2 separate regions of the Manis pentadactyla genome follow, and region 1 is linked to region 2. A link is a contact called in public Hi-C data. All regions are on one chromosome and are shown on one strand. The core of a region is the stretch at or near the end of the contact, and the rest is flanking DNA. Distances in the headings are between cores, read along the strand shown.

Region 1 (2,700 bases), core at 70-2,569, 240 kb before region 2:
TTGTTAGAATATTTAATTACCAAAAAAAAATCCAGAAGATTAAAGAGTTGAGCCTAAAAAATTCTAAAATATCACAAGGAAACAGACCAGCATTTCTAATCTTGGAGTAGAAAGGCCTTGTTATGTAAGATTCAACATGCAAAAGCCATAAAGGAAACAATCAATAAACTTGAATACATGAATATTTAAAACATCTCTATCTAAAAAGATCCCATAAGCAAAGATTAAAAATAAGCAAAGGTCTGCAGAAAGTTTCCCACACATGTAACAAAGATTTCTGTCCAGACTATATAATTCAATAATAAGAAGCCAGCAATTCATTTGGGAAATGGATGAAAGGTAAGACCCACAAGGCACTTAACACCATGAGCAAACAGCCGACGGATATGGAAATATTCCTTTACCTTGCTAGTAGTCAGGGAAATGCAAATAACGGGATGACATTTTTTACCTATCAGGCTGGCAAAATATTCCAATGATTGGTTAATACCTGGTCAGACCTACCGTTTTTAACTTGCCCTTTTAACTCATGTCCTGTCCCCAGAGGGTGGGAATGACTGGCCTGTATTCATGAAGCAGCCTCATGTGACCTGTATTTATGCTATACGTCTTTTCATATCCTTTCTATTAGCACAGAATGGGGCAAAGACCAGTCTCGAGTGGGCAAGGAACTACTGAGGGGAAGAACTGGTATTTCAGAAACACTATCTGCGTCTCACTGCAGTTGGGGGAGGAACTGGGGGACCTGAATGAGGGAGTAGGTTGTCTCTCAAGGACAGTCATCTCAGGAAAAGAGGCGGGAAGTGAGGAAGCATGGAGAGCTGGCCTGGGGGTGCTGGTTCTCCAGAAAGCTGGCCACCATTCCTAGCCTCCTTCCCTTACTCCCACCTGGGTTTGCTCAGAGGGAACTGGCAGGAGTGCGATATGTTCCAAGTGTTCTGTTCCTTTCTGTCTGATCATCAGATATGCCAGATTTCTAGGCACACTGTGGACTCTGTAACTCAATACACTTTTATTAAATGAATGAATTAAAGCCATCCACACAGCTGGATATATTAAAGCAGCATAGGGCTGGATGAGCAGGAGGGGCTTCACCAATGTGTACTCTTTGAAAGACTAAAATTAAAAAAATAATTTGATGTTTTCTTTTGCTCAAGTGGCATTTAATAATCTAGGGACCAGTTAGAAAACTTACTCCATCAACAGGTGTCAGCCAGGCACTTGGTTATTGAATGTTGACCCAGGAAAAAAACAAACCGACCAACGTCTCTAGAGCTGTGCGGAGGATCCTGGACTTTAGCTCCTTGATTGGAGGGATTGCTAGGCAGCGAGCTGACCTACAAGATGGATCGTTTGGTTCAAAGGCTATAAGTTATGATGTTTGCCTTTTAAAAAGTAAACGCTTCTCGGAATTGCACGGGCTGCACCCCTGACGGAAGGGACGACATGCGTGCGTGGTGGCTGCCCTGGCTGCTGCTCTTAGCGGCGCTTCGTGTGGCTTCTGGCTTGGTAAGGAAATGATGCTTAGAAAAAAATTGGGGGCTGTTGATCCTGACTGCTAAGGAACAACCTTTTAAGGGATTCCAAGAGCTGATGAAATGAATGCTGCTTTTTGGACAGCGGAGTCAGCAGAGCCGAGGGAGGAGGCCCCGGAGAAATGTCGGGACATGGCTATGAAGTTATGCTTTTCTTTTGGTTTCATTGTGTGTGATGAGTTTTCTTTTGATAAGATAGAAGATGGGAAATTTGAAAGTCATTCCATATTTAGACCTGAATGAAAGGCGTATTGCTGTGACAGTGACGTGAGCCAGGAGCCAGGGCACAGCAAATGCTTGGAAAGTTTGTAAATTTCTCCTCTGCTTCTTCATCAGTTTACGATTTTTCTACAGTGACAGGGAGTTTGCACCACAAACCAACGCAAGGTTTGGAATACGGTTCAAATGGCTTTCGTTGTGATTTTGGAGTAACCATTACTGTGTTGAGCAGATATGTTACTGAGCTGCGTTAATCTGTTAACATCCTGAGCAGGAACTGCAGCACTGAGAACAAGAGATGAACTAGATACACCATACACAGTGAGAACACCATTTAAGTCAGATTAAAACCATAATTATGAACAAATAGTTGATGACCTTTTGCAGTAGGCATACTGGCATTTCTCTGTGTGTCCCAGTGTGGCTACAGTGTGGCACAAGCAGGGCGCTTATGAATATTAATATACGAAGGAGGGTGATCATCCAGTCAGCTCATCCTCACTGCTTGCCGTACATTTGAAAAGATTCTAGTGTTTAGATATTTAAGCCGCATTCAAATAAACTGGACCTTACATTGTGTGGCATTTAATTACAGTTTACAAAGTGCTTTCACATCACATCATACGACCTCTGCAATACCCACACTGAAGCAGGCTTGGCTGCCTTCACAGACAGTCTGACCATCATGGTGAACTGACTTATCCATTGGTAGAACCAGGAATATAAGCCAGACCCACTGTTTACCAGTCCATAAACTTTTTTAGTACACAACACTCTGAAACAGCTCAGGTTTACCTAATTTCTCCCACTGAGCATGTGGTCTGGGTTTCATTTGGTCACTTACAAAGAGCTTATTTTCAGAAGGTATTTTTTTTAATTGCAAAGTATACCCATTGATTTTTTTCTTCAACATTTGGTGTTGTCTTTGAAGGCAGTCTTGAGAGGA
Region 2 (2,700 bases), core at 31-2,530:
CAGCTCAAGTTACACACTTCTGTACTCGGAAAAAGGGGGAGAAACCCAAAGTCCTGTGACTTGAAGGGACATCTTCCTGCTCAGAGCTCCCTGGCCTGGCCCCGGGACCACTGCGCTGGTTGCCCGCCGGCCCGCCTGGCCCAGGTGCGAACAGCGGCCACACAGCGCAGCCAGCTTGTTTTGCCTACAGTCTGAAATCGCACGAAGTCCAAAGCAACTCAAGTTATTGTGAAAACATAAGAGAAGACAAAACACACATGAATTGCCACTGTGCAAGTCACAACCCAAACGGAAAGGTGAATAACTCGCTCGACAGATGCCACCCTGCAGAGCAAACGGCTGGGGGTGTGGCTGGTTTCTGCGGGTCAGTTTCAGGAAACAAGCATTTCTCAGTTCTGAGCTCCGGCTGCAAGTCAATATAGGTTTTGGTGACTGAGATTCTTCACACTGGAAATGCGCTAAGCTAATAATTAACCTTAAGCATACCATCACTCCCGCTAAAAACATTTTCTATACACGGCCCTGAATTCTTTCCAGCGCGGCTAAACGAACCAGACGGGCTGCAGAAGGCTGGGGGACGCGACCCCTCCCGCGGGTCGCCCGGGAGCTCTCCCCCTGCAATCGGCGGCTGCCTGGGGGGTGGGGAGGGTGGCACCGGGATAAAGGTGCCCCGCGCACAGCTGTTTTGCGAGAAAGTTGCCCGGGAGAACTCTTCAGGGTCCGCCCGGTCTCTACCTGCAGAGGCGCCGGGCCGCCGGCCAGGCGCCGCCGGCCGCCGCAGGGCCGGGCCGTCCCGGCCCCGGCTGCGCTCTGCGTCCCCGCGCACTCACCGCTGTCCAGTCGCGCGATCTGCGGCAGCCGGTAGGTGCTGACCAGGAGGTCGAGCGGGACGGCCGCCGCGCTCCACTTCACGTCCTTGAGGCTGCAGCCCGGCGCCGGTTCCATCCTCCGCGCCTCGCCGGCCGCGCCGGGGCGGCCGCCGCTGCTCGCGCTCGGGGGCGCGGGGCCGAGGCGGCCGGGGAGCGCGCGCCCGGTTCAGCGGCGGCCGCGGGGCATGGCCGGGCGCCCCGCCGGCCTCAGGCCCCCGGAGGACTCGCGGCGGCCCCGCAGCTGCGGGCTGCGGCCGGGCTGGCTGCGGCAGCTCCCGCTGCGCCGCCTCCTCGGGCCCTGGGGCTGCGGCTGCGGCAGCCGCCCGCGCGCCTCCGCCTCCTCTCACCCCGCCTTCCCTCCGCCGCGAGCGCGCGAGGAGGAGCCGCGGGCGCGAGGAACGCCATCGCGGCGCTCCCGGCCCTGGCCAGCGGGTTCGAGCCACGCCTGCGCAGCTCTGGAACCACCGCCCCGCCCCGCCCAGGCCCCGCCCCTCCCGGCCCCGGCCCCGCCCGGGCCCCGCCCTCCGAGGCCGCGCGCGCTTGGAGGGGCGGCAGCGCTTCGGCCCCGGCGTGGGAGGCTCGGCGGGCCCCGCAAGCTTTAGCTCTCGCTCCCCCGTCCGGCCGCGCGGGCGCCCTACAGCCGCTCCCAGCGCCGCAGCGGAGTCTTTCCCGCCTGTGCCGGCCCCGCCCCTCCCGCGCCCCACCCAACCCTGGGAGGGGCTGAGCCCCAGCGGGCGCTCACCTCCCGGACGGAGGGCTGGGACCTGGGGGGGTGGGGAAGGGTGGACGGGCGGTGAGCTGGAACCTGGGGGAGCGAGGGACGGGCTAGGACCCTTGGGGGTTGGGCTGGGGGCTGGGAGGGCGGTGCGCGGGCTGGGACCAGGAGGGGGCGGGGGCACGGGCAGGCTGGGGCTCGGGGAGGGGGCGTGGCCGCGGGCAGTGAGCCGGGACCCGGGGCAGCGGGGGGAGGGCAGGCTGGGGCCCAGTGGGGGGTGGTAGTGGGCTAGGACTCTTGGGGGTGGGGGCGTGGGCAGCAGGCTGGGATCTGGTGGGGGCGCGGCGGGCGGCGGGCTGGGTCCCGGGAGGTGGGGGGCGCTGGCAGCGGTGGGAAAGGCGCGCAGCTCTGCTCTGCGCGTCCCCGGCCCGCGCTCTGCCGCCCCTGTAGGCCTGGGCCGCCGGGCGGAGTGCTAAAGGCCGGAGTGCCGGACGGTGGCGGGGGCTCCGGGTTCGCCGGCAAGGGAGGTGGGCGTGCGGTCAGGACCCGTGCCCAAAGGCCAAGCTGGACTCCAGCCGCAGAGAGAGCCACGCCAGTTACTAGGAGCCCGGGGCCTCGTGCTCGTCTCCTTCTTTTTCGCAGTCAGTTCCCTGCAGTCTTGGAGACCGAGATAATTCGCACCGTGTAGACATGTGTGCCAGGAAGACAGGTCGTTGGTCAGCTCACCGCGTGCAGGTGGCCGCGCCCGACTCAGCCCCATGGCTGCTGTCCGTGGCACATGGTCTCCCCGGGACTGAGCCTGGCCTCCCCTGGGCCTGAGCCGGTGTTTGACAGTAGCTCTGAGGCTGCAGGGTGCGACTTGCTCACCTGTGCGCTGCGGAGCTAAGAGGTCGCAGGGTGCGCGCAGTTTGTGTCCCGTGCGCCACGAGGCCCATCAAGCACCTGGGACTTGAAAACCACCTGTGGACCTCCACGGAGTACTTAGGGCCTGTGTCAGTGAGCAAACACTCCTTAGCAACTGAAAAAAAATACGCGGAGATTCTTCTACACCGGCTTTCCTTGTCCTCTCACTTTGGAGCATTGGTGTTAATTTACACAAAATTATTTGGCTGAAAG

What was found. Hi-C and Micro-C count contacts between places; a contact is called where the count stands out from the background.
Region 1: a contact with region 2 is called in a Hi-C map of skin fibroblasts, with 5 times the contacts expected there. The contact joins the promoter of MEP1B here to the promoter of GAREM1 in region 2. A contact is called at or near these places in 2 of 3 Hi-C or Micro-C datasets (fibroblasts and skin fibroblasts).

What each region holds. Positions count from the first base shown.
Region 1 is chr6:98,132,472-98,135,171 of mManPen7.hap1, reverse strand. MEP1B (meprin A subunit beta) reads left to right here and starts at 1,319. Exons shown (of 15, transcript XM_036885589.2): 1 at 1,319-1,509. The coding sequence starts at 1,447.
Region 2 is chr6:97,890,759-97,893,458 of mManPen7.hap1, reverse strand. It overlaps GAREM1 (GRB2 associated regulator of MAPK1 subtype 1), which reads right to left and starts at 1,280. Exons shown (of 6, transcript XM_036885533.2): 1 at 831-1,280. The coding sequence starts at 945.